Linked DNA regions of Triticum aestivum: region 1 is linked to region 2. A link is a contact called in public Hi-C data. All regions are on one chromosome and are shown on one strand. Each heading gives the region's core, a stretch centred on a gene start, on an enhancer-like site or on the middle of the called end of the contact. The rest is flanking DNA. Distances are from core to core; before and after follow the strand shown.

Region 1 (5,930 bases), core at 1,605-4,104, 280 kb after region 2:
CCATTTCTTCAACTCCAATCGTGTCACACTTCATACGCTCATCGAATTTTGCATCAGAGTAGTTGAGCAGGCATGCGAGAGAGCATGTGAACCCCTTGTGCCACAGCTATGGACAGGAACTGGACAGGTGCCCTCGAGCTTGAAGCCGAGGAGCTCCGGGTAGCGCTCGAGCACGCGCGGCACGTCGTCGGGCTTGACGTCCACCCCCTGGAGGTACTTGACGACGGGCGCGAGGTCGACGACGATGCCGGCGTGGAGCACCTGCGGGTAGCGGCGGAGCAGGTGCGGGAGCTCGTCGCGGCGGACGCCGATCTTGCCGAGGTAGTCAAGGACGGGGACCATGTTCTTGCGGACGCTGCTGCCGAGGGCGAGCGGGTAGGCGGCGAGGTCGTCGGGGCCGAGGCCGAGGGAGCGGAGAAACTTGACGCGCTCCCGCATGACGTCGACGGTTAATACTAGTCCATCTTTACAAAGAAAAACTCGGATGGACTAGTATTCACCTTAGGCACGATCAGGTGGCGGTCAAAGCGAGCTGGCAGCCACTGACTCAGCCAAGTCAGCAAATACGTAGACGAAATTATACATATGGACCAAAGTGAACCCCTTGCGCAAGTACGTGAACCGTAGTTTGGGTATTTTGAAGTAGCGGTCCCAAACTGTCAACCAACTCAAATTTAGTGACCTACAGTAAATTTTTCTCGATAAAAAATGTGCAGATGCAATGTTTGTGTCGTGGGGATTAAACAATACTACCACTTGATTTTATTTTTTAGAAAAAACTAACCATACTAGTAACCCACCATTTTTGTTTACGTGGCGAGGAACAAGTATTGCCGGCTCCGATTCTCAAAAAAAAAAGAAGTATTGCCGGTTCCTGTCGCCGGCCAGCGTACGTATCGACTGCACGTCACATAAAAAGATTTCCTCCTTTTGTTTTAATTTTTGCTACTGTATGTGCCACGATGGCAAAAAGATAAATGGAGCGGAGATCTTTTGTGGGAAATGAGGCGGACATGACAACGAGTCATCATCATTTCTGCCCTGGACGGGGCGCATGCATGGCAATGGTAGAAAGAAACAGGGCCGGGGAAGGCAAAAATCTAGCTTTTGGGCGAGACGTAGAATCAGGCGAGCCGGCAGCGGTGTGTTTGTGCCTTTGCAATTCAATGGGACAGCTGCCTGAATGAAGCAGTTCAAGGAAAATATCTGTCCGGGGCAACGGAAGCTTAGAGCAACTCCAACGGGTCGATCCAAATGGACGGCGATTTCGTCTGTTTTTTATCTGTTTGGGTCGGTCGCCTGCCCTGCGTCCGTCCTCTTTTAGATTTGGATCGGTAGCGTGCCAATTGTGCTGACTCATATGTGCCGGCGAGGCCGGCTGGCCGCTCAATATTTACATTGATTTGCATTCAAACATATTGTCAAATAACATAGTATTATCGAATAAAAAAATTATAGTTTTACAAGCCGGATACAAATAAAAATGTTTCACATAGTTTTGCAGCCGAATGAAAGAAGATACATCTATTGGTTGCCAACATGAGCCCACATATGCTCAACCAAATCATTTTGCAGTTGCACTTGAGTTTCACAATCACGCATGTCTTCATGAAATTGGGTGAATTGTTCAAACGTTGCCGCTACTCCATACTCAGGCACAACATTCTCAACCTGAAACTGAAACCCTTGATCGTACAGACGTTCTGGGCGCTTGTCTTCTACGATCATATTGTGCATGATCACACAAGCAGTCATCACCTTCGACAGTTTCTGCTTGCTCTAGGTATTAGCAAGATACCGAACGATGCCCCATCGAGATTGCAAAACACCAAAGGCACGCTCGACATCCTTCCTGGCACTCTCTTGCTCCTGGGCAAATATTTTCGTCTTCTCTCCGACATGGTTGGGTATTGTCTTGACAATAGTAGTCCACTAAGGATAGATACCGTCACCCAGGCAGTATCCTTTGTCGTAGTTGTGGTCGTTGATAGTAAAGTTCACCGGTGGGCTGTTGCCTTCGGCAAGCCTAGCAAACACCGGCGAGCGCTGATGCACGTTGATATTATTGTGTGATCCAACCATGCCAAAGAAAGAGTGCCAGATCCAGAGATCTTGAGACGTCACGACCTCTAGGATGACAGTGCAAGCCCTGACATGTCCCTTATACTGCCCTTGCCAAGTAGAAGGACAGTTCTTCCACTCCCAGTGCATGCAGTTCTATACTGTCAAGCATCCCTGGGAAGCCCCTTCTGGCATTCATCGCCAACAAATGGGTTGTATCTTCAGCCGTCGGCTCTCTCAAGTACTCAGGGCCAAACACGGCAATAACAGCCTTGCAGAACTTATACAGGGACTCTAGGCATGTAGACTCGCTCATACGGACGTACTCGTCAATGAGATCACCGGGCACTCCGTATGCAAGCATTCGGATGGCGGCAGTGCATTTCTGATAAGGGGAGAAACCAATCTTGTCGACGGCATCCTCTTTGCACTCAAAATAGTCATCATAGCCGACCACTCCCTCTCTAATACGGTTGAAAACATGCCTACTCATACGGAAACGGCGCGGAATTTGTGATGTTTGAACAACGAGTTTGTTGTATCAAAGTAGTCCTTCCAAATAAGGAAATGCCCGCTTTCTCGGTTGCGATTCAACGCCGGAAGATGGCCCGAAATGGAGCCACGAAACAACGGCCGCTGGCTGTTGAGGTGGTGATGGACCAACACGGCAGCCAATATCTCCTTCTCGTCGTAGGACGACGAATTGTCGGAGTCACAAAGGAAATTGTGGAAAAAAACTCATCGACGGAGTCCATTTTCGTACCTTGGCAAACTGTCGAACAGTTTGCAGGCATCGAAGAAGGAGAAGGCCAGCGAGGGGAGTCGCGCGCACACGGACCAGCTAGCTGCCCTACCGACTTCCGACGAGTGGGCCGGCGTCCGACGAGCGTGCCGGTGAGGATTTGGCCGGCGCGGCGAGGCGGCCTCTTAGTTGCGGGCGGCTGTGCGGTTGGGGGAGCGGCAGTGGGAGACAGTTTGCTCCCCGACGGCAAGACGGCGGTGGCGGGGCGACGGGGGGAGTGAGCGGCGTTGCTGGGCGGATGTGGAGGCGGCGGCAGCTGGCAGAGTCGCCGGCAAAAAAGGGCGGCGGTGTCGACGATGAAGAAGGCGGGCGAGGGTTGCTGGGGTGGGAGAGGCTAATAAGCCACTGACCAGCGGGCCCGGGAAAAGGAATAGACGCGCACGCATCCGTCTCGTGTTCGCGCTGACGCAAATCCGGCTCAAAATTGAGGCGGGAATGGGTCGTCCGCGGACGAAAAGCGGACGCCCGTCCGTTTTAAATCGGCACGTTAGGCCGATTTTTCTGTCCGCGCCAACCCAACCGAACAACGGCGGATGAAATTGGTCACCCCATTGAAGTCGCTCTTAAGACTTGACAACAGCTCGCATGGATCTACTCCTTCCGTTCTAATGTAAGACGTTTTAACAAACTAAATTAAGTTATAAAAATGTCTTATAATATGAGACAGAATAATACTATTTTCATAGGAAATGGGAGAGATCAGGAACGCGGTTAAACCGAGCTCGAGCTCAATGTGAGCTCGGTTAAATAGTAAAAAGAAAAAAAAGAAACATTGACAAATGTTTTGATTGCTTGTAAAGTTTCAATATTATACAACATTCGTGAAAAATGTGAAAAAGTTGATGCTCTAAAAGTATTATTTTTAAAAACATTTTGAAGCATCGATTTTATCCTTTTGTCATGTCTTTCGCGAATGTTATTTCATGATGAAACTTGAAAAAAAATAAACTTTCAATCTATTCGTGTTCAATCACGGAAGTAAAACGAATATCGAAAATATTAAAATTACATCCAGATCTGTAGACCATCTGGCGACGACTACAAGCACTGAAGCGACACAAAGACTTGTTATCGTCATCGCCTCTCCCTCGCAGGAGCCGATCAAAACTTGTTGTATTAGAAGTCGTCGTGCTAAGGCCCTATAGGGCCAGCACCTCAGAACAGCAACCGTTGCCGATGAAGAATAGTGTAGATTGGAGGGATCCAATTTAAAGACATACGGACATAGACGAACGACGACCAGATCCGAGCAGATCCACCGAAGACACATCTCCACACACACGGGCGATGCTAGACGCACCACCGGGACGAGGCTAGGCGGGCAAACCTTATTCCATCTTCAGGAAGCCCCCGCCGTCTCGTCTTCCTGAAAATGACATAAACCCTAACAAAAGTAAAAAATAAAACATCTAAATAGGGAGTCCTCTTGCCGGCAAGGGCCCAGATCCACCGCGTCCTCATGGCCCCTAAGGCCACCGGAGACGAAGCAGCCCGACGGTGGCGCCGGAGGAAAGCAGAGAAACCCTAATCTTTTTTGAAAGGAGGAGGCGGATGTGTGTTGTTGGGCGTATACATCGTTTTCTGCTTTTCATTTCGTGATGAAATTTTGCAAGCAATGAAACATTTGTCCATGTTTGCTAGAAAAAAATCCAGATTTTTTTATTTCATTTACTGTCGGAACAGGACTTTTAGATAGATCCTAGCAAGCCCTTTTTTCCCTAAAAAAACCAAGCCTCATTTTTCGGCAGGAACGTGTGTCACGTGTGTAGGATGGGATGGTGGCAGATTACGAAACATTTGGTCAACTAGTAGTGTCTCCTTATAAATCTCGGAATAAACTCAACCTCCATTCTCCCATCGCGCGCTCTCTCCTCCTCCTCCCAAAAAAGATTAGGGCTCATCACCCGACCAGTACAGTCATCCTCACACAAATACCAGTTCATCATTTCGGTCTCTCTAGAACTGTAGTAGTAAATCCTTGTGTTCGATCGAGCACTGCGTCTGTTGCCACTGCTGGGACTCAGATTGCTTTTCTCCTCAACTTTGGCATTCGATGGGTGTAAAGGTCTTCCCTTCCCGTTGGCCATCATTTCCTCTTCTTCCTTTGCGCTAAACAAATTTTGTTTAGCGCCACCTCCACCTGACCTGACCTGACCCCAGCAAAAGCAAAGCCAAGCGCCTTGCCATTAAAAGGCTTCCTTTTTTTGGCTCCAAATCTGCGTCCGGTTTGGTTCCTTCCTTCCACCAATCTCTCCGGCGGCTCTCCTATTCCATTCCACCATCGAAATCCAACCCTTGACCTCCCTCCAATTCCCCAAGAACAAGCATAAGCAGACAAGCTTGGCCGCTCCGATGGGGGTGCTCGCCGACAGGCTCAGGGCCTTCTCCACCAACCGATGGCTCGTCTTCGTCGCCGCAATGTGGCTGCAGTCCATGGCCGGCATCGGCTACCTCTTCGGCGCCATCTCGCCCATCCTCAAGGCCGCGCTCGGCTACAACCAGCGCCACGTGGCGGCGCTCGGCATCGCCAAGGACCTCGGCGACTGCGTCGGCTTCCTCGCCGGCTCGCTCTCCGCCATGCTGCCCGCCTGGGCCATGCTGCTCATCGGCGCCCTGCAGAACTTCCTCGGATACGGATGGCTCTGGCTCATAGTCACCAAGCAGGCGCCGCCGCTGCCCCTCTCCATGGTCAGTAAGTCAAGTCCCTCCTCTGCCGCTGCTTCTTTCTGTCTTGCTTGCTTTCTTTCTTTCTTTCTTTTTGAATTGTGCGCTGCTTCTTTCTTAGATTGGTTGATGATACTATGAATCTGATTGAATCACAGAGCTGTTCAAAATGGTCCTCAACTTTGAATGCTACTGCTGAATTACACACACAATACATTCAGGTCGTCGTGCCAATTTGTTTATGGAATTGCAAACAAGGTGGGCTGTAGACCGCAGAGCACATGATAATTAAATAAAATGAGGGGCACATGATCATTAAATAAAATGAGGGTTACTGGCTGGATAGGATCAGCTGATGAAAATGGCGTGGAGGGAGAGTACATCTTAGATTAAATCAGTTTTC
Region 2 (6,191 bases), core at 457-2,956:
TACTTATTCAGGTTACTTAATTAATAACACATCTATATCATTACATACACATACTGAATGTGCCTTTTGAGAGTGAGCTTCTGTCAGTACCTCACACTTATCTTATATGCCATTCCAACTATCTGTTGCAGTAGAGAGCAAGGGACATATAAGAAATCTCCAGGTAGCTTCACTTAGATGCATCATCTTCTGCTAGGAGTCAGCTTGAAGAACGGCCTTCTCAGGTTAATTCTTGGGTCAGTGTTTTGGCTTTTCTCCATTGGTTCGTAAAAACCGCATGGTAACTTGACTTTACAGAGAACCTGCTGCACTATAACTTTGGTTTAATCTGTCGATAATGCCCATGAGTATATTCTTAGTGTATGTTTGACCAGATTGTTTTAACTTGTGTTGTTCCTATGCTTCAGGAGACTGCAACTGACATGCTGGATGGGGAATAACCAAATTTGTGGACAAAGACACAGTTCATCGCAAGGGGTGGTGTTTAGGATATGTACACAAAAGAGGAAACTTTTTTTGTACAGAACCAAATTATACGATGTATTTGACCACTATTTCTAAGAAATGTTCATCATGTATTAAGTACATTTTATTGTGTCACTTTTTTTTGAGGGGTAGCTTTATTCATCAAACATTACAAAGTGTGCGATAGAGTTCATCAAACCAGGCTTTATTGTGTCACCTATGTTTACCTTCTTTTTAGCGTAAGCTATTTGGACTTTCTAATTGCAGGCTCAGTTATTTGACCCACCGATGTTCTAATTTGTTGCATAATTACATTAAGCAACTATTTACATTTCATTCTTTGTTTGTATTTTTTTAAAAAAACTTATGCCTTCATGATCCTGAATAACATAACAAATTATGCATGCTCAAGTATATATTTTGAAGGACAAGTCTATTCTTTTTTATAAAAATAGTTACAATTCGTGTCCTATGTGATTGCTCAAGCATATAGTAACCTATTCATGTCACACAAATATTTTCTTTTTCCAAACCCATTGCCAAAAAACTACAACCATGCCAACTTTACTCTCTCATCATAGTGGGCATATTTTCAAACTGAACGTATTCATATTATGCAATTTTCCTTTTCCCAGACTATTATTTCACAATGTAATAAACATGTTTAAAAAATAGCATGATTTAGCAGGGTCCTTGCAGCATGAAACTATTTTCATCGATAGCATGTCTTTAGCGGGTCTCTGCGCCATTTGTTTTTCATCGATAGCATGTCTTTAGCGGGTCTCTGCGCCATTTGATGCAACGGGTCAACTAGTTTACATATAAAGTTTATTAAATTTGGTGCTATGGTTAATTAGTTATGAATTAAAGCATTTTAGCATGGCAATATAGCAAAACAAAGCAAACAACAAGTTTAAACATTTTTAACATGCATGAAAGTGGCATATAATTAACCTACACATAATTCTAAGCATTTTTCATATATAATGTTTTAACATATGATGTATAGTTGATGAGTTATTAAATGCACGAACTCTAGGGACTTTTCTGAAAAACTGCACTCCCTGGAATAAAAGCTAAATCGCAGAGGCAGGAAAAAAAAGGATATGGGCCGAATCTGAGATCTGACCCAACTGCGGGAAAAAAAGAAAAGGAAAAAGAGGGCGCACGGGGGCGGCCTCACCATGGGCCTCGGCTCGGCTGGTGGAGAGGCCCCGCAGGCCTGGCACGGCCTTGGCGCTGCTGGGCTGATGCGGGTGAAGGCGAGCGGTGGCCCAGCACGCTGGCGGCGCGGTCAACGCAGGCGCTCCCCTCGCTCGCTCGATGCAACAAAGCAGAGGAGGACGCAGGCGGGCGACGACTCGGGCAGCGGCGCATGGAGCTTCGAGGTCATGGTGGTCTCCCTGGAGTATAAATGACAGAAAGCTTAGAGGGAGAGAGAGGTCAGTGACGAGAGAGAAAGAGAGCTTCAGTGCAGAAATAGAATGGGGAAGGCAGCAGGGGCGGCGAGCAGTGGCGGAGCCAGCGCCCGGCCACCCCGGGCACTTGCCCGGGCTCGCTGGCCACGGGACAACGTACACACCTGATAAACAATGGGGCAAAATCTGTTATGCATCATCGTTTGCCCGGGCAGAAGTGTACGATACGTGATAAACAAATGGGTTCATTTTTTTCTTTTTGAGCAGAACACAACAATGGGCTCCTACCAAGCGTTGTCATGGGCTAATTAACTAGGCCTACCAAGTGCAATCGGCGTAATGTTCGTCAGTCATGGGCTGCGATTCCCTTCTTCCAAAACGAGCAGTCACAACGCCGCCACCACTTCAGCTGCTCGTTTGCAGTTTGCAACTTTGGATTCCCTTCTTCGAAAATGAGCAGTTCACAACGAAGCCATTCTACATGAAATCTTGGAGCACAGTATTTCTTTTGCAGTTTGCAACTTTGGACATGAATTTAGGAGCTCGAATTTCGAAGCTCACAATCTAGCGAAGCATGTTTTGAAGCTAGGGGTGGGCCGCCATGTTTGGTTAGGACACCCCGACAATCTATCTTTTATCTCTGTAAACATTGGTGCAGTTTAATAAAGCTTCGCGAGATTGCCTAAAAAAACCACTTCGGCTGCTTGTTTCTACCCCTTGAAAAAAGGGGAAAATAGGATGGACTATGGAGACGAACCGGCGGCGAGCGAATCCGGAGGCCGCCCTAGGCGCACGGCCGGTGGCGGGTGGAGCGGATCCATCTCTAGGAATGGCTTATATCCTCCTCGTCCAGTGCCTTTCTGGTCTTTCTCCTGATTAGGTAAAATTTCTGACTAATTTGAAGATTGATAGATTAGGGCTAAATTTTGAGTTTAGGTGGTGCGGCGACTGCCTCGTGATACTGATATACTCAGTACTATGGGTGTGTTCTGAACTCCTCCAACTTCACAGAACTTCCCAAATCCAGCTTCCCTAGCCAGCTTCTTGCTTCACCTAGCGACTCTCAAGCGTTCGGCGTCCTGCATAGCTTCTCCAGCGCTAAAGCCCAGCTGGGCGGTTGCTGGGATGGTTGGGCCCGAGTTTGGGCCGCAAGGAGGCAGCCCAGTTTGTGCTAGACATGGAAGGAACGAGCCCCTGTAGTGATTTTATCGAGCGATGCGTTCGACTGAGCGTACCGGTTCGCTTCGCTTCACTTGGCGGTGGCAATTTGGTTGTAATATGAGCGAACTCCAGCTTTTCGTATTCGTGGAGCTGGGCCGATGCTCCTCCAGGATTTTGCACTGGCATCGGCATAACTTCGAGAATCCAGCTTCTTAGAGCCAAACCGTTTGGGACTTTTTCATCTGAGAAGTTTGTGAAGTGTGGAGCTGGAGGGCTTTAGAACAGGCCCTATGTCCGTCTCTTTTCTTACACAAGCTCTTTATTTTGAATATGTTCACTAATCGCAACACTTAATTTATGTGCATTAGAAATTCAATTGTTTTTGTTGTATAGTGCCTTCTAGGATGTTTGGATGCTAATTTTGATAGATATATTTTTACAAGTAACATGACAAGTTTAGTTCTATGCATGGCCTTGTTTTATGACTTATGTTGTCACATGGCAATATCTCGAAGCTCCTAGGACAGTTTGGCGAGAGCCTTCTCCAGGACACTTGGCAATGGGCGACACATGGTGCAACCTGAGTAGCCCTTTTGCCGAAAGTTGTTTGTCGAGTGTGATTGAGGGGGCACTCAGAAAACCTACGAACGCTTGCTAAAGGCAACACTCGACAAACACCAAGGACACGTTAACTGCAATGGAACCATCTTCACCTAGTATCATGCTAAAGGCAGCACTCGACAAACCTACGAACGCTTGCTAAAGGCAGCACTCGACAAACCAACAAATGCTTTGCCGAGGACTGCACTTGGCAAACATCAAGGACATGTGTCATCCTTCAGTTGTCCTGTCTTCGACGAGTAAGGTACAGAAGATAGTCGGCAAACCAAGGAACGCTTTGCCGAAGACTGCAATTGGCATGTGTCACCCTTCAATTGTATTGTCTTCGCCAAGTATGGTACGGAAGATACTCGGCAAAGACAACATGCCATGTGGCAAGCGCCATATCTGTCTAACTAGCCGTTAGCCTACTTTATTTTACCGAGTAGCTCATTTTAACCCTCGATAAAGTCTTTGTCAAGTATCCGATGGAAGGAAATCGATTAAGCTCTCTTTGCTGAAAGGGGGTATTTCAAGTAGGGTTTGTCGAATATTGCACTCGGCAAACTAGTTGCTGAGCTGTGATACCGGCCTTCGCCGACTACTTTGGTACTTGACAAAGAACCCGATTCTGGTAGTATATAAAACTGAATATTGATGTATCATATACTAGCTCACATTAAAATTACATTTTGCATGACCGATATGTTCATATTTTCACTTCATTACTATTGGATATTTGTGTTTTTGAAGTTTGGGGCGATTTTATATATTGTTTATCGAAACACTTGATTTTGATTTCCAAATTAGACTTAGGCTCAAGCTTGCCCGGGCTTCAAAAAAGTTCTGGCTCTGCCACTGGCGGCGAGGACGCAACCTCCGGCGGTCTTGGCGACGAGGATGGCGCGGATGCAGCTTGGCGGCAGCAGTAGGACCGGTTGGCGGGGTCCACACAGAGGCCTCTCCTCAGTGCTGTAGGTTGGACACAGAGCAGGCAAGGCGGCAGTGAGGTTCAGTGAGGGGCGCAACACACTCTCGGCGACAGTCGACAAGGCACGAAGCATGGCGGGGCACAACGCTGGTGGTCTGCTGACGGGTCTCCGGCGACGAGCTGCCAGTGGTGGCGCGGGGTGGTTGAGGAGGCCGACGTTGGGGAAGAGCTCGGAGGTCCTTCATGGCGTCGGGATCGAGGCGCGGGCGCAGAAGCTCATGTGCGTGCCCGTGCACGAGCGCGAGGCTCTCTCCTCGGTGGTTGCGGGCGTGGAGGCAAGGAAGCACGACCGCGGATGGAGTCTGGGTGGGGCGCCGGTCGGAGCTGACTGCGTGCGCTCGGGCGCGAGGATGAGCCCCTGGCGTGAGGAGGAGGCGGGGGTTGCTACGCTGGTTGGTGGATCGAGGCGAGAGAGGTGGTTGGCCGATGGGGATAACGAGGAAGGAGGCTAGTCGGGTGGCTCGATCGAGTGGATCGGGAAGATCCCGAGGAACAAGGAAGAGTGGGTGGCGGCGGCGGGGAGGATTTGATGGATGGATGGGACAGGGCTAGGGTTAGACTATATATATAGGTAGGGATTTGGGTAGGGCTATCTCGTCCCTACGATTATAATTGGACGGCCGAGAAAAATAAAGGCTAGAGGGTCCAAATAAATAATCGCAGATGTTTTAGGGATGTTTGGGGATGATCCGAAACCAACAGTGACGACTGCCCGGGTCGGGTCGGGGACAGCTTTCGGACGCGCGCGCGAGGAGAACCGCAGGCTGACGAGAGAGGTTAGGTTGGGTCTGGCGGTAGGTAGTGGACTGTATAGATGGTTAGGGAGGAAAGAGAGGGAAAGCCTGGCAACAGTTTTTTCGGAGACCGAAAACGTCCGATGATAGACCGACTATACTGCCGCTATAGTTATCTGTTGGGGCATCAAACGAACTCCAAATGCGATAAAACTTGGTAGGCAACCTACTAACAACAAAACAACACCGCACGCCAACTTTCAACCCATTCTGAGAACATTTTCCGGCCACTTATAAAATACTATTTCGGACATGCCGCGGGCGCGTGCGAGTGTGGTTGGGCTCAGAACGGACAACGGACGGAACTGGGGGAACCCGGACGAATGCAAGTTTCAAAAACATGATGATGCAATGCACATGATGACATGATGAAATGCAACACGCAAGCAAAAGACATGGGAACGTCGGCGAATAACTGAAAGACACGTGGCGCATCGGACTCGGGGTGTCACATATTGTTCAACCACCTGATTGGAACTTGCCTTTTGAAATTATGTCTGATGCTAGTGATTATGCTATTGGTGTTGTTCTAGGACAAAGAGTTGATAAGAAACTGAATGTTATTCATTATGCTAGTAAAACTCTAGACAGTGCTCAACAAAACTATGCTACTACCGAAAAAGAATTCTTAGCAGTGGTGTTTGCTTGTGATAAATTTAGACCTTATATTGTTGATTCCAAAGTAATTGTTCACACTAATCATGTTGCTATTAAATATCTTATGAAAAAGAAAGAGGCTAAACCTAGACTTATTCGATGGGT

Evidence for each region. Hi-C and Micro-C count contacts between places; a contact is called where the count stands out from the background.
Region 1: a Hi-C map of leaf shows a contact between it and region 2, with 5 times the contacts expected there. The contact joins the promoter of LOC123191718 here to the enhancer-like site in region 2. A contact is called at or near these places in 2 of 5 Hi-C or Micro-C datasets (both in leaf).

What each region holds. Positions count from the first base shown.
Region 1 is chr2A:480,079,137-480,085,066 of IWGSC CS RefSeq v2.1, forward strand. It overlaps LOC123191718 (transcription termination factor MTERF4, chloroplastic), which reads right to left and starts at 2,855. Exons shown (of 2, transcript XM_044604350.1): 1 at 2,825-2,855; 2 at 1-464. The coding sequence starts at 2,855. The coding sequence ends at 31. It overlaps LOC123189059 (protein NUCLEAR FUSION DEFECTIVE 4), which reads left to right and starts at 4,707. Exons shown (of 3, transcript XM_044601374.1): 1 at 4,707-5,551. The coding sequence starts at 5,216.
Region 2 is chr2A:479,797,270-479,803,460 of IWGSC CS RefSeq v2.1, forward strand. LOC123189057 (a long non-coding RNA gene) reads left to right here. Exons shown (of 9, transcript XR_006495546.1): 8 at 132-224; 9 at 408-685. Among protein-coding and RNA genes, the nearest start is that of LOC123189057, 9.6 kb to the left of the region's middle. Within about 2 kb of position 1,707, at least 7 of the 8 cell types and tissues checked have an H3K27ac peak or open chromatin away from gene starts, as enhancers often do. A contact at or near this core is called in leaf, where this site is marked.